Regions from separate parts of the Mus musculus genome. Here all the other regions are linked to region 4. A link is a contact called in public Hi-C and HiChIP or PLAC-seq data. All regions are on one chromosome and are shown on one strand. The core of a region is the stretch at or near the end of the contact, and the rest is flanking DNA. Distances in the headings are between cores, read along the strand shown. Region 1 overlaps Akap9 (A kinase (PRKA) anchor protein (yotiao) 9). Region 2 has its middle 20 kb from the start of Mterf1a. Region 3 has its middle 28 kb from the start of Gm40261. Region 4 holds the start of Cyp51 (cytochrome P450, family 51).

What was found. Hi-C and Micro-C count contacts between places; a contact is called where the count stands out from the background. HiChIP or PLAC-seq counts read pairs in DNA pulled down with a chosen protein or histone mark.
Region 1: an H3K4me3 HiChIP or PLAC-seq map of embryonic stem cells shows a contact between it and region 4, with 17 read pairs. The contact joins the enhancer-like site here to the promoter of Cyp51 in region 4. A contact is called at or near these places in 21 of 39 promoter capture datasets (the 3T3-L1 cell line, 3T3-L1-derived adipocytes, the C10 cell line and 15 more), 4 of 484 Hi-C or Micro-C datasets (centroblasts, erythroblasts, regulatory T cells and 1 more), 10 of 115 datasets of contacts at active chromatin or transcription factors (acute myeloid leukemia, bone marrow-derived macrophages, double positive thymocytes and 4 more) and 3 of 9 other capture datasets (adipose tissue, liver and pancreatic islet).
Region 2: a contact with region 4 is called in an H3K27ac HiChIP or PLAC-seq map of embryonic stem cells, with 3 times the contacts expected there. The contact joins the enhancer-like site here to the promoter of Cyp51 in region 4. A contact is called at or near these places in 18 of 39 promoter capture datasets (the 3T3-L1 cell line, 3T3-L1-derived adipocytes, the C10 cell line and 11 more), 1 of 15 datasets of contacts at CTCF or cohesin (large pre-B cells), 9 of 484 Hi-C or Micro-C datasets (Th1 cells, embryonic stem cells, liver and 3 more), 16 of 115 datasets of contacts at active chromatin or transcription factors (the 230-238 cell line, CD8 T cells, the NIH/3T3 cell line and 5 more) and 4 of 9 other capture datasets (adipose tissue, embryonic stem cells, liver and 1 more).
Region 3: a Hi-C map of myocytes shows a contact between it and region 4, with 2.2 times the contacts expected there. The contact joins the enhancer-like site here to the promoter of Cyp51 in region 4. A contact is called at or near these places in 3 of 484 Hi-C or Micro-C datasets (cortical neurons, myocytes and nephron progenitors) and 1 of 115 datasets of contacts at active chromatin or transcription factors (embryonic stem cells).

Annotation. Positions count from the first base shown.
Region 1 is chr5:3,941,420-3,948,193 of GRCm38.p6, forward strand. All of the region lies in intron 1 of Akap9 (A kinase (PRKA) anchor protein (yotiao) 9), which reads left to right. Gm51438 (a long non-coding RNA gene) reads left to right here. Exons shown (of 2, transcript XR_003955841.1): 2 at 1-6,690. Among named protein-coding and RNA genes, the nearest start is that of Gm51438, 16 kb to the left of the region's middle. Within about 2 kb of position 2,257, at least 6 of the 459 cell types and tissues checked have an H3K27ac peak or open chromatin away from gene starts, as enhancers often do. A contact at or near this core is called in embryonic stem cells, where this site is marked.
Region 2 is chr5:3,870,669-3,877,444 of GRCm38.p6, forward strand. It overlaps a transcript of Mterf1a not described here and the pseudogene Rps4x-ps. Among named protein-coding and RNA genes, the nearest start is that of Mterf1a, 20 kb to the right of the region's middle. Within about 2 kb of position 1,868, at least 21 of the 459 cell types and tissues checked have an H3K27ac peak or open chromatin away from gene starts, as enhancers often do. A contact at or near this core is called in the NIH/3T3 cell line and embryonic stem cells, where this site is marked.
Region 3 is chr5:4,242,284-4,248,418 of GRCm38.p6, forward strand. No RefSeq gene overlaps it. Among named protein-coding and RNA genes, the nearest start is that of Gm40261, 28 kb to the right of the region's middle. Within about 2 kb of position 4,313, at least 37 of the 459 cell types and tissues checked have an H3K27ac peak or open chromatin away from gene starts, as enhancers often do. A contact at or near this core is called in myocytes, where this site is marked.
Region 4 is chr5:4,099,170-4,106,138 of GRCm38.p6, forward strand. Cyp51 (cytochrome P450, family 51) reads right to left here and starts at 5,528. Exons shown (of 10, transcript NM_020010.2): 1 at 4,965-5,528; 2 at 3,759-3,857; 3 at 2,009-2,185; 4 at 976-1,102; 5 at 1-129. The coding sequence starts at 5,138.

The sequences.
Region 1 (6,774 bases), core at 1,007-3,506, 160 kb before region 4:
AAAATCTTGCAACTATTTCTGTGACTACATATGTTAACATTTTTATAATTGGCTTCCAAATGGAAAACACAGATGGCTGGTGTCTGAATTTCCAGCATGTTTTAGAATAAATGTTTTCTCAGTAAGTTAAAGTGTATCACTTCAGTGTCAGGTGGTTACCCAATTGAGTAGGTGTTTTTTTATTTTTTTATTTTTTTTATCAACTTAACCATTTTCAGGTTTAAAATAAAATAACTTAAGTAGCCAAAAAATTGAATATGTAAGATGATCTTGTTTCTTTTGTTTTTTAATTGATTGATTTTTACTTACTTACTTTAAATCCCTCTCAGTCCTCCTCTCCTACCATCCTTCCTCCCATCTCCACCCCCTTCTCTGAGTAGGTGGGGACCCCCCAGGTGTACCCTCACCCTGCAAGTCAAGTCTCTGCCAGCCTAGGCGCATGCTCCCCGACTGAGGCAGACGAGGCAGCCCAGCTAGAAGAACATATCCCACATACATGCAACAGCTTTGGGATATCTCCCACTCCAGGTATTTGGGACCCACTAGAAAACCAAGCTGCACATCTGCTATTTATGTTTGGGAGGCCCAGGTCCTGCCTTTATGTGCTCTTTGGTTGGTGGTTCAGACTCGGATAGCCAAAGGGGTCCCGGTTAGTTGACTCTGTTGGTCTTCCTGAGTTCCTATCTCCTTCAGGGCACAGCAATCCTTCCTCCTATTCTCCCATAAGAGTCCCCAAGCTCCATCTCCCGTTTGGCTGTGGCTATCTGCATCTGTCCTGAATCAGCTGCTGGGTGGAGCCTCTCAGAGGACAGCCATGCTAGACTCCTGTCTGCAAGCATAACAGAGTATTATTAATAGTGTCAGAGATTGGTGTTTGCCTATGGAATGGCTCTCAAGTTGGGTTGGTCATTGGTTGGCTATTCTCCCAGTCTCTGCTTCATCCCCCGTTTCTGCATTTCTTGTAGACAGGATAAATTTAAGGTCAAAAGTTTTGTGGGTATATTGGTGTCTCTCTTGCTCCATTGGGGTTTCTGCCTTACTACAGGAGATGGCCTCAGGAGGTTCCATATCCTCAATGCTGTAAGTCACAGCTAAGGTCACCTCTACTGGTTCTTGGGTGCCTTACTTTATCCCAGGTCTCTGTCTCATTTTGGAGATGTTCCCCACCTCCTCACCCCTGTCAATTGTAAAATTTTCATTCATTCTCATCGCTATATGGCTACCTCTTCTGACCCTCCCCACGCCTGACCCTGAACTCCCCCTTCCTCTCTCCATCCCCTCTCCCACCCAGTTCTCTCTCTTCATCTGCCTCTTATGACTATTTCCCCTTTTAGTGAGACTCAGGCTTCCTCACTTGGGCCTTCCTTCTTGTTTAGCTTCCTTGGGTCTGTGGAGTGTAACATGGCACTAGTACTTTATGGCTGATATCCACTTATGAGTGAGTACATACCATGCACGTTCATCTCACTCAGGATGATAATCTCAAGTTCCCCCCATTTGCCTGCAGAATTCATGATATCTTTGTTTTTAATAGCTGAATAGTATTCTATTGTGTAGATGTACCACATTTTCTGTATTCATTCTTCAGCTGAGGGACATCTAGGTTGTTTCCAGTTTCTAACTATTATGAATAAGGCTGCTGTTGTATGCTGGCCTGTGGTTTACAAGGACCGGGTACACCAGGGAGGCAGGCTGGGGCTGAAAGAGACTTAGATGGCGAGAGGTTAATGGAGCCAAGACATGATTCTGTTCAAGGCCCTCCAGTTTACTCCGGGAGTCTACTTATAAAGGGGAAGGCCCATCCCCCGCCAGTCCACTCTTGGTGTCTGGAGCCAGCCTGTAGGTGATGTGCAGAATAGGATGTTCCTCCGGAATGTCTCAGGGGCCTCTCAGCAGGTAGCAGTGTCTTGGAGAGAGCAGGTGGCAGAACAAAAGAGCCATCTAGGCCAGAAGGCTCCTCGTTAGGGTAATTTCCTTCTCAGGGGCAGCAAGGTCAAAGTCTGGATCAGCCTACTTCAGGGCTGAGGGAGGCTACAGGCTGCTATGAACATAGTTAAGCAAGTGTCTTTGTGAGATGTTGAAGCATCTTTTGGGTTATATGCCCAGGAGTGGCATGGCTGGGTCTTGAGGTAAAACTATTCCCAGTTTTCTGAGAAACCACCAAATTGATTTCCAAAGTAGTTGTACAAGTTTGCACTCCCAGCAGCAGTGGAAGAGTCTTCCCCTTGCTCCACATCCTCCTCAGCATGTGCTATTCCTGAGGCTTTGATCTTAGCCATTCTGATAGGTGTAATGTGGAACCTCACAGTTGTTTTGATTTATATTTCTCTGATGACTAAAGACTTTGAATGTTCTTTAATAGCTTCTTGGCCATTTGAGATTCTCTGTAGCTCTGGACCCCATTTTTAAATTGGGTTATTTGGGTTGTTGGTGTTTAACTTCTTGAGTTCTTTATAAATTTTAGCTATTAGCCCTCTGCCAGATGTAGAGTTGGTGAAGATCCCTTGGCTGTTGTATTGTCCTATTGACAGTGTCCTTTGTCTTACAGAAGCTTTGCATTTTTATGAGATGTCCCATTTATCAATTGTTGATCTTAAAAGTCTGAGTCATGTGTGTTCTGTTCAGGAAATTGTCTCCTGTGCCAATGCATTCATGGCTACTTTGTGCTTTCTCTTCTATGAGATTCAGTGTATCTGGTTTTATGTTGAGGTTTTTGATCTATTGGGACTTGAGTTTTTTGCAGGGTGATGAATATAGATTTGTTTGTATTCTTCTACTTGTAGACATCCAGTTGGACTGGTTAGTACACCACCCTTTGTAGAAGATGCTTTCTTTTTCCATTGAATGGTTTTGGCTTCTTTATCCAAAATCAAGTGACCATAGGTGTGTGGGTTTATTTCTGGGGCTTTGATTCTATTTCTTGACCTGTCTGTTTCTATATCAATATCATGCAGTTTTTAATTACTATTACTCTGTAGTACAACTTGAAGTCAAGGATGGTGATACCTCTTGAAGTTCTATTATTATTCAGGATTGTTTTGGCTATCCTGGGTTTTTTTGTTTTTTCCTATGAAGTTGAGAATTGCTCTTTCGAGGTCTATAATTTTTTTAATAAACACAATTCTTGCTGGAAAACTGTTGCATATATTATTTTTTTCTCAGAATTTGAATTGTTTCCTTAAGAGATTATAGTTTAAAGGTAGTTTTATGTTTTTCATTAGCTTAATGAGTACTTAGAATATTTAATTCCAGTTCTGAACCCTGTAGAGTTGGATGTGCTTTGTGTTGTGTCATTTACGCCATCAAGAGGTTAAAATTATTGCTTTACAGTGTCTTCCCTAAGTGACGTCTTCCCTCTTATTCAACATATACTTAGTGCGCAGTGTTCTAGGTGTTGAACTGCAACAAAAGCCCTAGCTCTCAGGAGTCTTCTACGTAGGTAACCAGGAGAAATTATGACCCCACAGAATCAAGTAAAACAGACCAAGAACAATGTCTCTGTAATTTTATGCCTTTTTAGAAACAGCCCATTCAAATACAGTTGTAGAATTGTTCTCTTTGTGCATGTCCATGTGTGTTTTCTCCATTGGGTTTAGTAGTGCATGATGTTGTCTCTGCTTTTCAGTCAACCTTTCTATAATTTGGTGTTTAGTCTTTCAGTTCTCTGTGTATTTACACATCTGAGTAAAAACTAGATATAAGTGATTTGTATGCACTAAAGAATTAACGTCATACAGATCTTTCACTTCCTTAGAGTCACACCTAGGTATTTTATATTATTTGTGGCTATTGAGAAGGGTGGTGTTTCCCTAATTTCTTTCTCAGCCTGTTTGTCCTTTGTGTAGAGAAAGGCCATTGACTTGTTTGAGTTAATTTTATATCCAGCTACTTCACTGAAGCTGTTTATCAGGCTTAGGAGTTCTCTGGTGGAATTTTTAGGGTCACGTATATATACTATCATATCATCTGCAAAAAGTGATATTTTGACTTCTTCCTTTCCAATTTGTATCCCCTTGATCTCCTTTTGTTGTGGAATTGCTCTGGCTAGGACTTCAAGTACAATGTTGAATAGGTAGGGAGAGAGTGGACAGCCTTGTCTAGTCCCTTATTTTAGTGGGATTGCTTCCAGCTTCTCACCATTTACTTTGATGCTGGCTACTGGTTTGCTGTAGATTGCTTTTATCATGTTTAGGTATGGGCCTTGAATTCCTGATCTTTCCAAGACTTTTATCATGAATGGGTGTTGGATTTTGTCAAATGCTTTCTCAGCATCTAACGAGATGATCATGTGGTTTTTGTCTTTGAGTTTGTTTATATACTGGATTACGTTGATGGATTTCCGTATATTGAACCATCCCTGCATCCCTGGGATGAAACCTACTTGGTCAGGATGGATGATTGTTTTGATGTGTTCTTGGATTCGGTTAGCAAGAACTTTATTGAGGATTTTTGCATCAATATTCATAAGGGATATTGGTCTGAAGTTCTCTATCTTTGTGGGGTCTTTTTGTGGTTTAGGTATCAGAGTAATTGTGGCTTCATAGAATGAGTTGGGTAGAGTACCTTCTGTTTCTATTTTGTGGACTAGTTTGTGAAGAACTGGGATTAGATCTTCTTTGAAGGTCTGATAGAACTCTGCACTAAACCCATCTGGTCCTGGGCTTTTTTTGGTTGGGAGACTATTAATGACTGCTTCTATTTCTTTGGGGGATATCGGGCTGTTTAGATCATTAACCTGATCTTGATTCAACTTTGGTACCTGGTATCTGTCTAGAAACTTCTCCATTTCATCCAGGTTCTCCAATTTTGTTGAGTATAGCCTTTTGTAGAAGGATCTGATGGTGTTTTGGATTTCTTCAGGATCTGTTGTTATGTCTCCCTTTTCATTTCTGATTTTGTTAATTAGAATGCTTTCCCTGTGCCCTCTAGTGAGTCTGGCTAAGGGTTTGTCTATCTTGTTGATTTTCTCAAAGAACCAGCTCCTCGATTGGTTGATTCTCTGAATAGTTCTTCAAAAAAAAAAAAAAAGAATTAACGTTTGAAACAAAAAGATATTATAGCAGCTTCTGAGGTGTGCTCTTAGGAATTCCATTCTCAATATTTTTGGCATTGCACCCTCCTTGAGGGATCCTTTCTTTCTAAATGATGAGCCTGGCATTCGGATTCTATATATGGGTGGCATTTTAATAATAATCCAGTCAGTTTATTTTTAAGAATAGATCTATCCTACAAAGTACTTTAAATGTATTTCAGCAGCTTCATAATGTACAAAGAGGCAGCTGACCCTGCACCTGCTCTCCAGACAGGCGTGAATCAGAATGGCTGAAGGCTTAGGAAAGCCCTGACTGTGGTCTGTCTGAAGGCTGAAGACTTAGGAAAGCCCTGACTGTGGTCTGTCTTTATATTGTACAGCATTAGCAGCTGTTATGTGTGATTGCTGAATTAATTTCTTCAAAAAATAGGGCATCCCTATGTATATTATTTTGTAGTTGATAAAGTTTTAAAATACTATATTTATTCATAGTCTGTCACATATTTTGATAAATAATATTAACATCATTAGTAATACTGCCTTAGCATTATTATATAATAACTTATAAGCTATCTTTTTAGTTAATGTTATAAATATAGTCATATTATTAGTATAATCCTTTTTTCAAAGGCTCTAGGTCTTATTTTTGTTTATTCCTAGAATGATTAAAGAGCTCAAATTTAAGAAGTATTGGTTAGTATCTTTTTCACAGGAAAGAAATTTTATTTAAAAGAAAGAAAAGAAAACTTAGTCTGGGAGACAGCTCTGGATGCAAAGTGCTTGCTTATGCAAGCAAAGTGTGGGTAAAAGCCAGATATGGTGGTGAGAGGCTATAATTTCAGCACAGTGGGGTATGGTGGGGACATAGGTAGAGACAGAAGGATGCTGGGAACTTGCTGGCCAGTCTACCGCAGTCAATACTATGAGTGCAGAGTGTTAGGGGATGGTACCTGAAGTCAGCCTCTGTCCCCATGTGCACATACTCAGGCAAGCACATTCGCATGCACGCGCATGCGCACGCGCACACACACACACATACACACACACACACACACACACACATACGCTACTCACAAGTACACTTAAAGAGAAATTAAATTTAGGGAAAAACACTTGTAGTTTAAGTTGTGAATACACCAATGTTGATGTACATTTTTGTTTTTCAAAATTTACCTATTACTGTGAGTATAGTGTTACTAAACTTCAAACTAGATATGATTGTTCATGGTTAAAGCTGGAGGCCTGCTTTGTCTCTAGTAAGGAGAGTTGTAGATGGCTTTCTTTTTATAATAACTATACTGATACTGTTTTATATCCACTACTCTGTGATGAGTATTGCCATTAGCAGTAATGGCTTGAATTAATATTTTTAATAAGCACTCACCAGAGTTCAGTCAGCATTGTGTAGTATGTGGAATGATAATTCTGACTAGATGACGATATCTTATGTATTTCCTAGCCTGGTGTTGAACACATTGAATAATAATAAAGAAAACGTATACCTTCCACCCTTTCCTTTTTCCCATGATAGATGGAAGTGTTTGCTGAATTTCATGTCTTAGTGCACATCCACTTCTCTTAGGACTTTCAGCAGTGTCTGAATATTTTAATGTTAGATACATCCTTGTTTTAATTTTTGTTGACTACTTAAAAAAAAAGGGATCTGATGTTTAATTTATTGCAAGGGGTGCCCAGGATTAAACATGTCTTTTAGAAATAATTTAAATAAGAACAGTGCAGTG
Region 2 (6,776 bases), core at 618-3,117, 230 kb before region 4:
CAGAAAGATATCGAGGAAGGATATAAAGAGATTTAGGGAATGGTGATTGCAAGGCAAGATCCTACCCAGCTGAGTTTATTGTTTATGTTTACAAAGACAGGCAGATTCCTGGATTCAAGGCCAGCCTGGGACAGAGCTAGTTTTGACCCAGGCAGTGTGGGTAATCTCAGAGCCAGATCCCATCCACCTAGCTTACTGTCTGTGCTCACAAAGGTAGGCAAATCTCTGAATCAAGGGTCTAGGGTCATAAATGCTGATTATGGGATAATCAAACAGGAACCTGGGGTGGACAATATTGAATCAATATGCAAATAAAATACTGGCCCATGAAAGGAGCTACAGAGACAAAGTTTGAAGCTAAAACGAAAGGATGGACTACCCAGAGACTACCCCACCCGGGGATCCATCCCATAATCAGCCACCAAACCTAGACACTATTGCATATGCCAGCAAGATTTTGCTGAAGGGACCCTGATATAGCTGTCTCATATGAGGCTATGCCAGTGGCTGGCAAATACAGAAGTGGATGCTCACAGCCATCTATAGGATGGAACACAGGGCCCCAAATGGAGAAGCTAGAGAAAGCACCCAAGGAGCTGAAGGGGTCTGCAACCCTATAGGTGGAACAACAATATGAACTAACCAGTACCCCCCAGAGCTCATGTCTCTAGCTGCATCTGTAGCAGAAGATGACCTAGTCGGCCATCAGTGGAAAGAGAGGCCCATTGATATTGCAAACTTTATATGCCCCAGTACAGGGGAACGCCAGGACCAAGAAGTGGGAGTGGGTGGGTAGGGGAGCAGGGTGCGGGGAGGGTATAGGGAACTTTTGGGATAGCATTTGAAATGTAAATAAAGAAAATACCTAATAAAAAAAAAGAATCAAAAAAAAATACTGGGCTTTGGTCTTCAAGAGAGCTACCTTGAGGACACAAGTTTGTACCCACAATTGACTTCAAGTCATTCTTGAAATGACTGCACCCAAACACCCCTTCCTCAGAATCTCTCTCTCCAAGCAAGGCTGGTCCTTGGCAATGCAAGTCATTGTGTAGCTCACATGAATCACAGCTGCTTAGAACTACCAATTGCTTTCCTCCTTGAGCATAAAACCCCTGGTCCTCAGGGAGGGGGCTTTCAGGTCAGAGCCAGCTCAAATCTTCCAAGTCCTGTGTCTGAAGTGTGTGATGTCTTCAGCAAATGGAGACTTGCCTTCATCCAATGGGAGTCAGACAATATTGCAATTGCAATAGGATGTATTGCTTTGGGAGCCTCTTGGACTGCTCTGACCAACTATAAAAAAGGTTTCTCATGCCTGATGTCTTTGTTAGCCTATGGCTCTTGTGGGGAATATTGTCTGCTCAAGAAACATAACTTTATTTAAGATACACACACACATACACACGCACATTTATTCCTTGGAGTTTTTTTCAAATATTCTCAGTCTTGTTTGTCCGTTCCCCCCCACTCTCTGTCTGTTTTGACTTCCTCCCTCCCTCCTGAATTAAATCCCCCCTCCTCATTTTTTTTTCTACTTTCTACTTCACACTCTAGTTCATATTCTCAGATCTGAAAATTTGAAGCTAAGAACTGTTGGAAGCCGGCCTGCGGCTAAAATGAACCAGGTTTCACCTGGGAGGCAAGCCGGGGCTGAATAGAGAGGGGAAACTAGGCGGTCGAGAGAAAAATGGAGCTAAGTCAAGATTCCTGATCAAAGCTCAAATGTTTAATGGCAAATGTAATTATAAAGGGGGGGGGGGGAGGAGAGGCCCATTCCCACCAATTCATTCTTGGAGCCCTGCTGCAGGTGACGAAGGATAGGGTGTAGTCTCTGGAATAGCTCAGCAGCCTCTCAGCAGGGAGCAGAATCTTGAAGTGGAACAGCAGCCCTGGCTGAACAATAGAGTGATCTAGGAAAGCTCCATCCTAGGGAATCTCCTTAGTGGCAGAAAGGTCAAGGTCAGGCTCAGCCTGCTTCAGGCTGGGAGGAGGTTACAGGAACCACAGATGACTGAGAACATGAAGTGTTTGTCCTTCTGAGCCTCAATTAGTTCAATACAATCTTTTCTATGCCATACATTAATCTGAAAATTCAATGATTTCGTTTTTCTTTTTAATTTTTTATTTATTTTCATTTTTTAGAGTTTCTTTTTTATTAGATATTTTCTTTATTTACATTTCAAATGTTATCCTCTTTTCTGGTTTCCTCTGAAAACCTCCTATCCTCTTCCCCGCTTCCCCTGCCCACCAACCCACCCACTCCTGCTTCCTGGCCCTGGGATTCACCTATCCTGGGGTATAGAACCTTCACAGGACCAAGGGCCTCTCCTCCCATAGATGGCTGACTAGGCCATCCTCTGATACATATGCAGCTAGAGACACAATCCCATCATGTGTTTTCTTTGATTGGTGGTTTAGTTCCAGAGAGCTCTGGAGGTACTGGTCAGTTCATATTGTTGTTCCTCCTATGGGGCTGCAAACCCCTTCAGCTCCTTGGGTACGTTCTCCAGCTCCTTCATTGGGGACCCTGTGCTCAGTCCAATGGATGGCTGTGAGCATCCACTTCTGTACTTGTCAGGCACTGGCAGAGCCTCTGAGGAGGCAGCTATATCAAGCTATGCACCACATTTTCATTATCTATTCAGATACTGAAGGACATTTAAGTTGTTTGCATTTTCTAACTATTGTGAATAGAGCAAAATTAAACATTGCTAAGCAACTTACGGCTTCCACATTTGGTATGGGGATATCATTCAGCCCAAAACACAGATCTATTTCTACAGACTTTCTAAATAAAGCTGCATTGAAAATAAGCACAGGCAAAAACCTTTACAAATCTTTTAAATCTTTCATTAGAATCCTAATTTATCAAGCGACAGATATGCTTCAGCAACATTTGTATAGAATCAAGTACGCATTAAGTCCTTAAGCATGGCTTTCTTTGTGTCAGTGCCACTCACTCAGCTTGGGAAGATGCATGTGGTGCAGTTCCTGCAATCAGGCAAAGAGATGACTCATCAGAAAGAAATTAATTCAGCAAGTCACAATGACAGCACGTGATAGCAGGTTCTCTTCCATAGAAATTTGGTGACTAAGTTACCCCCATTTGAATTGAATTTTGATTCATGCTGGATTTCAGTTTGCTTACAAACAAGCACACAGTGCTTGGAGCTGTCTCAGCCCAATGGCCTCCCAACCATTTTTTCATCCTGCATCAGAATCTTCAGAGGGAAGGCCATAGGCCTTTAAATGGGAAATACATTCCTTAAAGAAATACAGGAAAATACAATCAAATGGGTGAAGGAAATGAATAAAACTGTTCAAAACCTGAAAATAGAAATAGAAACAACAAAGAAAACACAAGTGGAGGAAACCTTGGTGATGGAAAACCTAGGAAGGAAAATAGGAACTACAATCACAAGCATCAACAACAGAATACAAGAGATGGAAGAGAGAATCTCAGATGTAAAAGATACAATTGATGAAATTGATACATCTGTCAAAGAAAATGCCAAATCTAAAAAGCATTTTTTTAAACAAAAAACATTCAGGAAATTTGGTACACTATAAGACAACCAAACCTAAGAATAAAAGGAATAGAAGAGAGAGGATTCCCAGTTCAAAATCCCAGAAAATACCTTCAACAAAATCATAGAAGAAAACTTCCCTACTCTAAAGAAAGAGATGGCTATAAACACACAAGAAGCTTAGAGAAACCCAAATAAACTGGACCAGAAAAGAAAATCTTCCTGCCACATAATAATCAACACATTAAATCCACAGAACAAAGTATGAAGGTTAAAACTGAAAAGAAAAAAGGCCAAGTAACATAAAGGTAGACATATCAGAATAATACTTGACTTCTCAAGCAGAAACTCTAAAAGCCAGAAGGTCCTGGGCAGATGTCTTGTAGACCTTAAGAGACTGCAAATGCCAGCCCAGACTACTATATCCAGCAAAATGTTCAATCACCATAGATGGATAAACCAAGATATTCCATGACAAAACCAAATTTAAACCTTTTCCCACTAATACAGCCCTAAAGAGGATACTAGAAAGAAAACTTCCAACATAAGAAATGTAACTACATCCAAGAAATTAGTCATCTCACAGCAAAACCAAAAGAAGAGAAACACAAACACACACACACACACACACAGAGAGAGAGAGAGAGAGAGAGAGAGAGAGAGAGAGACAGAGAGAGACAGAGAGAGACAGAGAGAAAGAGAGAGACAGAGAGAGAGAACCACCACCATTGTCCTGTCATGGTTTGAGTATGCTTGGCCCATAGGGAGTGGTCCTGTTAGGAGGTGTGGCCTCGTTGGAGGAAGCATGTCTGGGGGGGGGGGCTTTGAAGCTCCACCCAGTGTGGAAGAGCCAGTTTTTCTCCTGGTTGCACTCTGTCAAGATACAGACTTCTCAGCTCCTTCTACAGCACTGTGCCTGCCTAGATACTGCTATGCTTCCTGCCATGATGTCAATGACTGAACCTCTTAAACTGTAAGCTAACCCCAATCAAATATTGTCCCTTGGCAACATGGGGTCATTTCACAGCAATGGAAACCTTAACTAAGACAACCACCAACATTGAAATAACAGGAATTAATAATCATTGGTCATTAATATCTCTCAAAATCAATGGACTCAATTCCCCAATAAAAAGATACAGGCTGCTCTTTCTGTACCCAGCGCAGCCAGGGCTCGTGGTCCCAAGAAACACCTGAAGCGCGTAGCTGCTCCAAAACATTGGATGCTGGATAAGTTGACTGGCATGTTTGCTCCTCATCCATCCACTGGTCCTCACAAGCTGAGGGAATGCCTGCCTCTCATCATTTTCCTAAGGAACAGACTTAAGTATGCCCTGACTGGAGATGAAGTAAAAGAGATTTGCATGCAGCGATTCATTAAGATTGATGGGAAAGTCAGGACCGATATAGCCTACCCTGCTGGGTTTATGGATGTCATCAGCATTGACAAGAACAGAGAGAACTTCCGTCTGATCTAAGACACCAAGGGTCGCTTTGCTGTTCATCGTATTACACCGGAGGAGGCCAAGTACAAGTTGTGCAAAGTGAGAAAGATCTTTGTGGGCACAAAAGGAATCCCGCACCTGGTGACCCATGATGCTCGTACTATTCGGTACCCTGATTCCCTCATCAAGGTGAATGACACCATTCAGATTGATTTGGAGACAGGCAAAATAACTGACTTCATCAAGTTCGACACTGGGAACCTGTGTATGGTGACTGGAGGTGCTAACTTGGGAAGAATTGTTGTAATCACCAACAGAGAGAGACATCCCGGCTCTTTTGATGTGGTTCATGTGAAAGATGCCAGTGGCAACAGCTTTGCCACTCGGCTGTCCAACATTTTTGTTATTGGCAAGGGTAACAAACCATGGATCTCTCTTCCCCGAGGAAAAGGAATCCGCCTCACCTTTGCTGAAGAGAGAGACAAGAGGCTAGCGGCCAAACAGAGCAGTGGGTGAAATGGTCTCTAGGAGACATGCTGGAAAAGTGTTTGTACAAGCCTTTCTAGGCAACATACATGCTAGATTAAACAGCATGGTGAAACTACAAAAAAAAAAAAAAGATACAGGCTAACAGAATGATGCATAAACAGGGTCCATCTTTCTGCTGCATACATGAAACACACCTCAGCAAAAAGAATAGATGCTATCTCTGAAAAGGGCTAGAAAAAATGTTTTCCAGGCAAAAGGACTCAAGAAACAAACTGAAGCAGCCATTCTACCATGTAATAAAATAGACTTTCAGCCAAAAGTAAGCAAAAGAGATGGCAGAACACTTCATATTCATCAAAGGAAAAGTCCACCAAGAGGACATCTCAATTCTGAACATCTATGCTCCAAATGCAAGGTTACCCAAATGCAAGGTTACCCGTATTCATAAAAGGAACAGTACTTAAATCACAATTGAACCCCACACAATAGTAGTGTGGGACTTCAACACGCCACTCTCACCAATAGACTGGTCATGGAAATAGAAACAAAACAGAGGAATAATAAAACTAAAACTAACAAATGTTGTAAACCAAATGGACCTAATAGATAGCTACAGAAAATTTTACCCAAACACAAAAGAATATACTTTCTACTCAGCACCTTATGGAACCTTCTCCAAAATTGGCCATATAATCTGTCACAAGGCAAGACCCAACAGATACAAGAGGATTGAAATAACCTCTTGCATCTTATCATATAACCATGGATTAAACCTGGACTTCAACAACAACAGAAACAACACAAATCCTACATACTCATGGAAACCGAACAACTCTCTACTCAATGATCACTGGGTCAGGGAAGAAATAAAGAAATTAAAGACTTTCTAGAATTCAATGAAAACAAAAACACAACATACTCACACTTATGGAACACAATGAAAGAAGTGTTAAGAGGAAAACTGATAGCTCTGAGTGCCTCCAAAAAGAAACTGGAGAGAGCATACACTAGCAACTTAACAGCACACCTGAAAGCTATAGAACAAAAAAGAAGCAAACACACCCAAGAGGAGTCAGCAGGAAATAGTCAAACTCAGGGCTGAAATCAGTCAATTAGAAACAAAGAGAACAATACAAAGACTGGACAAAAGCAAGAGTTGGTTCTTTGAGAAAATCAACAAGATAGACAAACCCTTAGTCAAACTAACTAAAAAGACAGACAGGGGAGAGAGAGAGAGAGAGAGAGAGAGAGAGAGAGAGAGAGAGAGAGAGAGAGAGAGAGAGAGAGAGAGAGAGAGAGAGAGAGAAAGAGAGAGAGA
Region 3 (6,135 bases), core at 3,063-5,562, 140 kb after region 4:
GTAAACTTTTGAAACCTCTAAACCTATCCTTAATGACATATGTCTTCCAAGGCCATACCTCCTAGTCCTTCCCAATCACCTCCATGAACTTTGGATCAAGCATGCAACATATGGAAGCCATTCTCATTCACATCACAACAACTAGAAAGAAGGTCACGTGTTTTCAACATAGAAGACAGAGAAGCAGATTAGTTTTTAGAGGAATTGTTATATAGTGAAATCTTAATGAAAGTAAGAGATAGTAATTGAATCAGTGAAGAAAATAAAAGGGCAGTCATGAAGGGATAGTAGTAGTGCCACAGAATTCAAGAGAGGAAATAATTGAAAAAACCATAAACTGTTCCAAGTTATGACAAAATAGAGAATAATGAGGAAAATTCATTAGTAGAAACCTCAGATGTAGTCACCTTCCAAGAAAAACAGCTCAAATGAGTACAGGCAGAACAAATCTGCTCTCAGGTGTTAAATAAGGGATTTTGTGGCTGTTCAGTCTCAATGACAGGTTAAATGAAACAAGTTTAGTAAAAAGAGGGTTGGAGGAAGAAATGAAAAGGTTGGAAAGTCAGCAGAATAAACAAACCTTTCTGCTATACTTTTGAATGTGAGATACATTTTGATGAGTTTAGTATTTAACAGCTTGGATGTTTAGTTTCCAATTCAAGGTGCAGTTGAAGCAGTGAAGGCAGTTAAGTTACACAGCCAGAGATCCTCCTAGATGGAGAGCCTGGTGGCCAGCATTAGGGAAGGAAAGTGGAGTGGAGGGATCAAAGGATGGATATGCACTGGATCAGAGGTTGTTTGGTTTGCACTGGATCAGAGATTGGTTGGTTGGAGAGAGAATCCTGCTGGGAGCAGGAGTTGCTCTACTTTTGCACTACTGTGACATTTTCTCAAAGTCATGACTTAAGGGGAGAAAATTAATTTTGGTTCATGTTTTTCATCTATCAAGACAGGGAAGGTGTGGCAGACCACCTCAGTTTATAGTGGTCAGAGCATAGGGTTGAGGCCCTTCACATAACGGTAGATCAAAGTGCAGAGAAGCAGTCAGCCATTGTCCAAGGATAGCATACCCCAAGTATTCCCTCTATACCTAATGACCACCTTGCTTCTCCTGAGCCCTGTCTTCCCAAAGTTAGAGAACTTCTCCAAATAGCACTACCAGCCGGGGCCAAATGATCAGAACATGAACCCATGGAAAACATTTCAGATGCAAACCATAGCAGTCTCTTCTGGTCATGTGAAGAACATCTGAGAAGCAACAGCTTAGGGGAGGAAAGGTAGACTTTGGCTCACAATTTCTGGGGTATCAGCTCATGGCCACTCGACTCCATTGCAGGTCAGGTAGAACATCATGGTGACAAGAACAAGGAGGAACCTCACCAGCATAGGCTTTCTCTCTGCTCCATTTCTCTCCTGTTCTTTTTCTGTATGTACCTCCTAGACATTGGATGGTGCTGCCTGCGAGCATGGAGGGTTTCCCCTCTTCCTATCCTACTTGCCTCTTGCCTCTATAATCCTCTCTCAAGCACTTCCCATGTATCTCTTAATCTAAGCACCAGTGGACAGTCAGGAAGGGGGACCAAACTGCTACTTTTACAAAAGAGGCAACCAAGGTCCAGAAAGGCAGCTTGGGACCTCTGAGTCCTAACTGTTGGAAAGAGCTGTACTTTTTCCCGTTCATTTCTTCAGGCTGTAAGGAATCCCATGCCACCATTGCTGATCTCCAGTACAGTTTTGGTTTGTAGACAATGAATGATTATCACTTTCCTGAAGGGTGTTGCCGACCTGAGGGTTGAACATCACCTGTCCCGGGAAAGTAGTTTTCTTCTCAGACAATTTTTAGAACTAATTTGACTGTTTTGCAAATAGGATGGAGAAATGTAGGTCATAGGTGTTACTTCCCCAGGGTCATCATTAGCCAGACCAGCCGACTCACAAGCCTATGGCTATATAAGGCAACCTCACTGAAGAAAGATAAGATAAGCCTCTTTTTAACTTGGTCTGCTGGAATGATGCCTTGGTCCTTTGAATTAGCTCTTGCAGAAATATCAGATTGAATCACATCTATCTGCTCAGTCAATGTCTTATCACCGTTAGCTTAAATGTCTTCTCCTGTGTGATTTGCTTGGGTCTGCCAAGACAGTGATGCATGCTGAGGCTCCTACATGCAAAGGCTTTTGCACTGAGGATATTCAATGTTTCACATTCTACTTGTACAATAAACCACACACCGTTCCTGAGACGAAGACAAAATGGTCTGTGGTTCTGAGCATCTCCTTACTAAAAGGACTCAGGATGCTGAGACAAATAGTAAGCTGGGAATTTTATGGAAACGTATTTATCTATATGCAAATATTGATTTTCTTTTCCAAAAGTATTTTTCTTTCATTGAAATATGAAGCTATGCCTCATGTGACAGAGATGAATATGTATGTGGAATGTATGTATATTTTATGTATACACATGTCAGAATTCATTAGCCAAACTTAGAAAACACATGCGCAAAGATAACAGATGCCAGAGCTAAAGGAGGAGGAAGATTCTTGACAAAATCATTAATATACTTCTTAATTTTTTGATGCAATTATCAAGCTGTTTTCCTCTGACCTTATCTTTTGTCTCCTACATAGCCATGCGGTTTTTACATTATTATTCTAGTCAGCACCACAAAACCTGAGGCAGTCCATTTAGAAATCTCTCTTAACATATTAAACTGAATAGCAAATAGATAATTTCAATCAAAACTCACAGCCAATAAAAACCTTCCAGAAGCCAGCAGACTCTCAAAACCTTTGAAGCTGTTCTCTTTAACTACAGAATTCTAGAGGATATTAAAATCAAACTTGGGAAATTCTGTGGGTGGCACAGGGGAGGAAGCATTTCAAGGTCTCTCAAAACCACAAACCTAGGCACCGTGCTGTATTTCAGTTATGGGTCCAAAGTGTGTCTCTACTTCTTGTTGTAAACAGAAAGTAGAAACTACTGTTGGTAACACTGCCTTCTGAAGACACTCTGTTACTGCAACAAGACAGTGAGAAACAGATTGCATGGGGGTAAAGAAAGGAGATCAGGGGAAAGGCGCCACCAAAAGACCAAGAAATGATAGACTCAATGACGGTTCAGAGAGTTCACAAACTGTAAAAGAAGTTACATGCTTATTGTAGAGAAAGACTTTGGCTAAATTATCTGGGAAAAAAAAAAACCCGCAGGTTTTTCTATTTAAAAAGACATCAAAAAAAAAAAAAAAAAACAAGAAGAGCAACCCCTCTCCAAAAAACCCCATCATCATTTCCCATTATCCTTTAAAATATCTAACTATTCCTTCTGCCAAGATTTAGGTTCATCTCCTGGGGTGTAATTGATCTTCAATGTGAAGAATACAGCTTGGTATTTACTTTTAAGAGACTATAATTTTTTAATCCTTAATTTTATATACCTTAATCATCTTTTCTCTAAACCCTTCAAAGTTCATTCATCATATAATAAAACTTTGGGCTTGGTTCTTCTTACCTTTGATTACCCCAGAATCATTTCTTTCATTTTGAATTCTGACAAAATGTTGAATACAGTGAAAGTTTCCAATCTTTTTTTTTTAATTCACAAAATATGAGATGGTGAAGTTCACGCACACACAACAGAATATCAGAATTGAAACTTCTGCCAAGACAGAAATATGACTGCTTCTGTGCTCTGAGGGAGCAGGTAGGTAAGTTTCTATGTGAATACTCCCAAGGAGTAGGCAAGGACGGCTACATTCTGAGACCCCCTCACCCCACCCAAAGGCCATCAAAGGGTAGAGTGGTGATGGCTTCAGCATTTGCAGGGATTTCTTTGGGAGAGGGCTTTGCAAAGTCTTATCTTCTCTCTCTAGGGGTGGTTAGGCAAGTATTTCTTTCTTCTCAAATCAAGAGAAAGGAGATTTAGCAGATGGCACAAGGAACTTGATATGTGTCCTCTGTGGTTAGGGAAACGGCTGGCTGGTATCCGATGATCACATGGAAACCCTAAGTGGTAACAGCAGTCTGCTAGCAACTCTGACCACAGGAATGTAGAGGTGGCCATGTTGCTTGCTCTCCCTTTCCAGTACTTCCTGAGCAAGAATACTGGGAATATTTGCCACAGACCAGATGTGGGGCAGGCAAGGGAAAGCTGCCCTAGACTCTGATACTCAAACTGTGGTTAGGGTCTATTTTTATTGTTTCTTAGCATACCTTTTACCTTTTTTTTTCCCCAGATAGGCTCTTTGTAATGTCAGAATGAGTGTAATCAATCCCTTGGGCAAATCCTTCTAAATGGAGCAGATGTCTACATGAGTGATAGCAGAGTCATGCCAGAGGAAGGAAGGGTGTGGTTGCCAGGTACACCAGCTATTAATAATGCTCTACACATTTGGCATTCTTCTGGTTCTCATGTTATAGTTTAGGGTTCTAGACTTGTGCAGTCTGCAACTGCTACTTTAATCCATTGACCTGCCTCTCTCTATTTCATGCCTCCCCAACCTATGGTTTTATTATAACCACTATGTTAGTCTCTATTTATGCATATCTCAGTCTTTGTTAAATCTTTCAGAGATAAGTGCAATCGTGCAGTAGTTTTCTTCTAGTGTCTAGGTTTGTTTCTTACAGCAAAAAGTTATTAATGTCCATCCACTTTGTGGCAGATGGTAAGATACCTTTCTTTTTAAGGGTGGGTAATATTCCATCTATATATTTGTATACACACACACACACACACACACACACACACACACACACATCAAATACATCTCATCTCTATGTGGTATATAAAACGTGAAATATGTATATATAATACATCTATATCTATCAGCCATTATCTATTATTGGACATTTAGTCCTGGGAATGAATCATTTATCTATTGAGTAAGCCATTAGTAGTTTAGCGGGCTGATGGTGACTCCCAAGATAAGAGTGCCACTATTGCGGTGTTGAGGGTATCTTGCTGGACTGGCCATCGTAGGCTTTATAGCTGGGTAAGTCTGTTGATTGATTTTTCTCTGTTGGCAGCAGCTTGCATAGCACTTCAGATACCATGAAAGCTAGCGCTCAGGGAGGAACTTGAATTCTGAGTTGTCACAGATGCTTGTGTTTTGCCTGGAACAGCTTTTACTGCTTTTCATTGGGAGACTCCTTCCTCAAGCAGGAAGCTTCCAGCTCTGTACTATATTCCCTGGAATCTAATGTCTGAGGTGTGTGCTGTTTTTATCAATAGGATTTAACCGTCAAGTTCCGGAGCAACTGGAGGTAGTGGCAGTAGCATATGTTGTCTTGGGAGTCTTGGATCCTCTTGATCAATTACTCCAAAGGGAATTTCTCACACCATCACAAGAAATGTCACAAACTAGCTGCCCTTGAAAATATGCTATAGTGCTCACAAGAGCCTATTACCTTGATGATGGAAACTTAATTATAAAAATTCAGAGATTGTGATCTCTGAAAAAAAAAAGTAAAACTATTTTTAGGGGCTTCTTTTTTTTAAGTGGTAAGAGATCTCAGTGTAGTCTGCATTTCTCCTTGAAACAAAGCTCTAGATTGTCCATTAAAGTTGATTCACTTCCAGCCTTTTTTTTTTTTTTAAATCATGAAAGATGTCCCTTTAACTCAGCTGACAAGCCAGCTGAAATGACAGCGATTTGTGAATCAGCTTTGATTCCTCTTTGCCTCGATGGCCTTTCAACGCTGTGAACCAGTTAAGTGGTCTTGTGTCCTGTGTTTTCACTGATGCTGGTGTTTTGCCTGGAACAGTTTTTACTGCTTTTCAATGGGAGACTCCTTCTCATTCTTCAAATATCTTAAATGATTCTAATTAGGCTACGATAATTTCTATTTGTATCATCTAAGATGCTGGGACACCTTGATGTTTTACTAAAGTAATCTTTCTTGTGATCCTATCTAAATACTCTCCATCTCCATTATTTTATATTTAAAAATCTTTGAATTTCCTTCAGGACATTCATTTTAACTTGAAATTCTATTTTGCACTTCATTGTCTATCCTCCCAACTGAACTCTAGACTTTCAGAGATCAGTTTATTATGGTTGCCAGGGCATTCCCAGCACCTAGTGCAGTCTTTCCACATAGTAGGTGACCAACACATAGTTTTTGTCTTTTGTATATA
Region 4 (6,969 bases), core at 4,278-6,777:
GGGTAAAACCTCCATCCAGGTCTGCGTACAGCTGAGCCACCTTCTCGTTGAGTTGACTTCTAATTTCCTTTCCATGTAAACAATGGCTAGCTGTCAAAATTATGAGCTCAGACAGTGCTTCAAACACATCTAAGAGGAGGAAAAGATCAGTCTCAACACTCTCTCCAAAAAGCTTTTAATTGTTTTTTTTTTCTGGAACATAAGGAAATTGTGATGAAAGGAGTGGGAATATATATAGCAGGTCCCAAAAACCAGAGGCATAAACTCATCAGTCTGTGTGTACTATAACCACCATTGCACACCAGCACTGGAGACAGCAGCGGGTAGGCCCACTGGATGGTGCTCTCTGGCTCTACTGTCACATCGGGCTTCCCACCTGGAAAGCACCCTGGTCCTCTTGGCGCTTCACAGTTTTGCTTTAGACTCGTGGCTTGATGTGGGTTGTGCTTCGTAGCACAGGCTGTCCTTGAACCTGTAATCCTTCTGCCTCCAATTCCCAAGTGCTAGAATTCCAGGCATGTGCCTCAGTTATTTGTCAATCTAGGTAAGATCATGCCTGTAAGCCCAGGATGCAGGAAGTTCCCTAACTACTCGGCAAGCCCTTCACAAGTAAGTTAATTACTAGGTGTGCTAATGCATGCATCAGCTTCTTTTGAGACTAGTAAACACATTAGTTACATCAGCTGTGGGTGTTTGTCTACACCTTCTACAGGGGCTGATGGCCAGCCTGGGAAGGTGGCAACCTGCTGCCTGAGATCGTACTGGCCTAGAAGCAGATACTGCTGCTGGTACAGACATGCCAATTGCTCTCTGAAGACAATACTTAGAAGTGCTCTGTAAAGGCAGGGTTGGCCATTACCACTGCACAGTAGTCAGCACCCCCTTCTCATTAGAGACGTGGCCCTTCCGCACCTACTGTATTTTGTTCTGTACATAGACAGAAAGAATGAGACAAATGTAACGCATTTTACTTACTTCTTTCTCCGCTTTCTCCCCAACTTTGAAAGTATTCCTTTGCTTCTTTTTCAATGATAGGAACATACTGCTTAAAGTGGGCTATGTTAAGGCCACTTTTTATGATTTTCTTCTGTTCCAAGAAAATCTTCAAAACAAACAAACAAAAAATACTGAGTGTTTATAACACTAAAGGACACTTTTATTTCATTCTGAAGTATATCATGTTATCCTTACTGCATAACAGAGGAAACAATTTTCTTAAATTTAAAAATAAAAACAGTAACAGGATTTTTATGAACTAAGCATATATGGCATCCAGGCCATGTATTTGAAAGAACACATTTAAGAAGGGCTCTCCCCCTGGAGGAGGGAACCCCACCTACTGCCTCCTAATACTCCACCACTCAGGGACCCACCTTCCTCTCCTGCTATCTCCCAACCCTCCAAAGCAATCCAGTCAACACACTTCCCAAAGTCCACTCTACTCCACTGTTATCTTATCCTCCTCCTTTTCTTCTCATTCTAGAGCTAAATGCCATCATCACTGACACCATCTTCTAGAAGTCTAGAACAGCATGAATAAAAACTTGTCTGCTAACTAACTGCCCTCTGAGACATAACATTTTAAGTCGATTAAAACATGTTTAAGATAATAGAGATGAGTCTAAACAAAACTTTTTGATAGCTATTGCCTTTGAATGTAAAGGGAGACATTCACCTCCCCAACCTCTCCCGACCCCAGAAACACTGATATTGACCCTTAACACAGTGTGGGCTATGTCTATTATGGCCCTTACCGGAGTTCACCAGGCACTTGAGTCTGCTGCCTCATCTATATTCTATTCATAACACGTGAATGAATAAGATATGAACAAGCCTTGCCAACCAATATAAAACAAACCCATGGTTTCTTTCCAAGTGTCACAAATTGTCAGATTTCTTAAGCTAGGGAATAAATTAATTCTTCATTACACATGTATAACATTACACAACTAGTTGGAACTACTGTAGTTTAGATTTGACTTTTGTCCAGGACAGAAGAGCCACCTACTGCATTTGGCACATCATATGCAACTCCCTTCCCAAACACAGGTGTTGTCAGCCGACCGTAGACTTCTTCTGCATTCAGGTCTTCGTTTTTACTATTGAAGAGCAGCGCAGCTGCATCACTCCCCAGAAGGTAAGTGAAGGTCTTGCCCACCATGGTAAAGCTAAACACAGGTCCATACTAAAGAGAAAAAGATCCAAAGTTCTGTTACAAAGACATTTCTTACATCACAGAATAATACTTTGCTGAAAAGTTCCAAATATGCATAAACTTTGAAGCAAATGCTTTCATCTGGTCATATCCCACCTCCTGTCTTCATCACAAAGTCAGTATAAATATGATTTCTTCTTTTTCACTACTTATCCTGAAAATATTTTCTACCATGCAAAACATCAGAGCTCATTAAATGTCACTGTTAGCTTTAGTCCGTTGCTCTCAGCATTAGATATATACCTTTTTAAGTATGGTTTTGTTCTATACTGGCTATATTGAATTCTTTAATCAACATCTATAAGAATATAAATATTTTTTCCCTCTTGTTAAAAATTAATTTAACGGGGCTGGTGGGATGGCCAGGTAGGTAAAAATCTCTTGCCATCAAGTCTGGTGACCTGAATTTGATCAGCAGAATCCACGAACCAAATAACATCAAAGAATCACTACCATTAAGTATTTGCACAAGTATATCAGAAGGAGTGTGGTATAACAACTGGTGTATGGCTCTTTTCTTGCAGAGGATCTGAGTTTGGTTCCCAGAACCCATACTGGTCAGCTCACATCTGATTATAGCTTTATCTCTAGGGGATACAGTGCCCTCTTCTGGCCTTGGCAAGCAACTGCATTTAGGTGCACATACTAATAGAGACACAAAGACTTTTATACAATTTTAAAACTGTATCTTTTTTTTTCCTTCAGTGTCAAGAATAGACTTAGGATGCAGGAGGTGCACAGAAGACCCAACACCCTGTAGCTGTGGAGCTGATGATAGTCCGTGGCTGCTAAAGGATGGGGAGTCAGTTTCTTAAGGATGTGACCCTAAGTAGGTTGACCATGCTCTAATGGAGGCCCTACTCCATTCATATGTAGAGGACACTAACTGGACTCAGTGTGTTGTTTTGTAGAAAACGGTATAAAGTTGAGAGGGAGACATGGGAGAACAAGGAGGAACTGGAAGAGGGAAGTGGGATGTGACTACGATTGAAATACATTGTATACATTTATAAAACTCTCAAAGAATATTTTAAACGATATTAAAACAAAAGAGAGTTCAGTTAAATAATATTGGGAAGTGAAATAATTAACAAGAACCCCAGAGCCAGTCTTTGGAACAAACGGCTGATCTGATGCCAAAGGACTGTTTTCACAGGGAAGAAGCAAAGACTTGAGTACCCACACCGTCCAAGTGGAGGCTGAGATCCCACAGGATGGACAGAACCAGGGGTACAAGACACAACATTCCAAAGATATATCAGTAAGAAACTAGCTGTCAACTCTGACTATAATCCACGAAAATAAAATGTAAGACTATTTTTAAAAACGTAATTGTTAGAACTACAGGTTTCCTCACATCTCAGAGACTATATCCCAGGACAGACACTCTGGGAAGCTAAGAGCCAACAAGGCCTTTTCCTTTTATGTTTTCAATACTGCCAATAAGCAGGGAGGGCACAATCTTTTTACAAATGTCTTTCTATTTAAAGAAAAGCACTTCTCTACACTAGAGTCTCTGCCTCTGTCTGTTCCGAAGACTTACCTTCTCATATGCATTTTCCAGAAACTCAATTGGACTTTTCCCAAATGCTATTGCATGGCCAAGGAATGGAATTGGAGAGTAAATATGTGGTGGACTTTTCTGCAAAAAGAAAATGAAAATTTTAGTTTTCATTTTATTAATAGGAAAGTTTCATATGATAGCCTGCTTAAGAATAATGTTTAAAAAAACCACACACACACACACAGTATAGTTAGACAAGGTTTAGCCTCAAAAGAACTCAAAACAGAAATGACTACACAGGAAGGCACTGCACACTCAAGGGGTGAAGGCTGGAAGATATGCCAAGGTGAGCCTTGGCTACATAACAAGTTCTACAGCCACCCTGGGATATAATAAATATCTCAGAAATGATGATGATGATAGTGAGCTTTTGAAATGTATCTAATGAAAGTAAGAAATAGTAACTGCCTATCGATCCCTTGGGTTCAGAGATTAGTTTTAAAGCAACTTGGTTGGAACTTAACGCTGGGTTAAGTTTTTACATCCCATTGTCAGTTTCGAAGGGATGGTTTTCAAAGCTACCAAATGTTGATTACAAGGGTATTCATGAACTATATTTGGAAGGCTTGAAATTAGTGGTTTGGTGTAGCGCTAAACTAGAGAAACAGTATTTTAACAGCATCACAGGAAAGCGCTTCCCACACTCTCAAGTCACTTATGAACTGTCTGCAATTTCCCTGACACTGCTATTAATCATCGTTATGCCCAATAGCCCACAGTATACTAAACACACAGGGCAGTATCAAGAGTGATGGCCACCGGGGATGCAGCTACCCTTAACTTGCCATCAAGGCCCTCACAAAGAGCCCAAACACCTCTGACAACCAACAGTAAAGTCAGTACAGTGCTCTGCACTTAAGAGTCATGGATGGCCAAGGCAATCAGACCAGCCAAATCCATCCAGCAAGGCCTCCAGTCTGCACATCCATCACTGACTACAAACGCTGCAAAGTAGGATCCTAGCCAGAAGTTCAAAGCCGCTATCACAGCAGAAACGGCGACGGCCAGCACAGCCCCCGAGTTCAGGTTCCAGCAAGGAGACCAGAAAGACCACCACAACAGCAAAGATCAGGCACGGGCGTCTGCAGCCGCCACCCCAGCCTCCCGCGCGCCCGCCACCGCTAGCGCCCCCCGAGCCCGCCCGCTTAGCCGGGGCACAGACTGAGGACCCCGAGGTGCACGTACCGCTCCAGCGGGCAGCTGGACCATGTGGCCCACGGCGAGACGGAACAGGTAGACGAGGCTGAGAGTGAAGGCGCAGGCGATGAGCAGCGTGGAAAGCAAGTTGCCTCCTGTCACCTGCTCCATCGCCTGTCCGAGCACCCAGCCGCCTGACTGCAGCAAGCCCAGAAGTACCATCCCGACCGTCGCTTCGATCCGCCCGGTAGGCTGGGGGCCGAGGTCGCACACCGCTTCTCGGAAAAGATGGAGCAGGAGAAGCCGGCAGATAGAAGTCGGGAGGCGGCCCCGGCCTGATGGCTTAGTCTGGCCCGGGCCCTTCACACGCCCACAGACAGCTCGCGCGCCACCAGGACGTCACAGACGGGGCGGGGCTTCTGGTGGCCACGCCTCCGTCTAGGTGCGGGGATTCTTGCGCCACCGAGGGGACCTGAGGAAGCAGGCTCTACCGTGGCACTTGGACTCGGTGAAGAAAGTGATGGCTGCACAAATGATCGCGCCCCGAGAACCGCAGACCACGAGGTCCCGCGTGCTTAACGAGCACGGCCCCGGCAGCGGGCACGGACGAGCCTGGCGGAGGGATCTCAGGACCAGATTGGTGGCGGACAGCGGCAGAGGCGAAGGCGCTCTGTGATTGCACCACGCGCTGCTGAGGTGATCTCGGCCTATGTGGCGTCAGCAGAGCTGGCGGCCCGGGCACCGCCCCCTCCGTGGGGCGCCCGCCTCTGCGGCTATTCGCGGAGATGTCACCTCTGGGCTTTGTGAGACCAGCCCTTCGTGAGCCCTGCACCACGAATCTTGGAAAAAAAAAAAAAACACTCCTGCAGATGCAACCTGGAGGGTGAGACCATCGGATCACCCGTACAATCTGCTTGACAGGTTGTTCGTGTAGGGCCACATTGCTAGCAAGTGATAGTTGTTTGGTGTGCTGCTGTACCAAGACAAGTCTTTTAAAATAAATACAGGCCATAAAGTAAACTGAGGCAGATGTCCCCAAACTCCTGTTCTGATAGCTGGATCTGAAGCAGGAGTTACCCTGATCTCACTACAAATAAAGCACCTCTGATGACATGTTTCCAAATTAACCCTCCTTCCAGATCTTTGGCAGGTACATTTATTTATTTAACCAGGGTTAAGAGCTAGATTTTTTGCTAAGTTTGGAGATGATTGTGCAGTGATTGGCAAAACTGCAAGCACCTCCAGGAATGAGTAAGATGGTCCAGCCACCGTCTAGATAATTCCACCTAGAGAGCTCACATTTTATCGTAGTCAGTCAGTGAAGCCCACTCATTACCTCTTCCCTAGGGTGACTGCCACCTGCCTATGTAGGAAGTGCCTAGTAGGAAGTCTATATAGGATGGACACTGCTGTATACCAATATCCTCCTGCCTCAGATCAGTCACAAAATCTTGTAACACTCCATTTTTATTGTCACTGCTGTAGGTAAGAGCCTCTTTATTTCTGGCAGTAGTATCTACAACAGGAATTTTGCTCACTCATTTCTAAGCCTGTCTTGTGTGCTACGTCTTGACTTACTGGAGTGACTTCAGGCCATTGTTGAACTTGAAAATTGCTAGGGGAAAGACCAGTTCCACAATTATCCAATTAAAGAAAGCTTTATTTAATACTGGCCAGGAAGATGGACACTGGCCAGGTCCATACCCATGATTCCCAAAGAATGGCCTCAAGCTACATTAGACAGGTGCCTGTAGAGGCCAAGCCCACAAAGCTATGGTGCTTCCAGCCTTAGTCCACTGGGGACAAGCATCCTTCCAGTCAATGCATCTCCTGCCTGTGTATCATCAAGCACCTCCTGTGCAGCTGGTGCAACCAACCTTGTCTACGGAAGTGAAAGTACATGAACAACAGACTCCAGAATACCAGGATGTTATCTGTCAGTGGGCAAGTGGGCCTTAACATTGCACACTAGGAATCTCAAATATGGAAATCCTAAAAGATCAAAACCCTTAAATAAAGATCAAAGGTACAGTGTTATTAAAAAAAAATGATG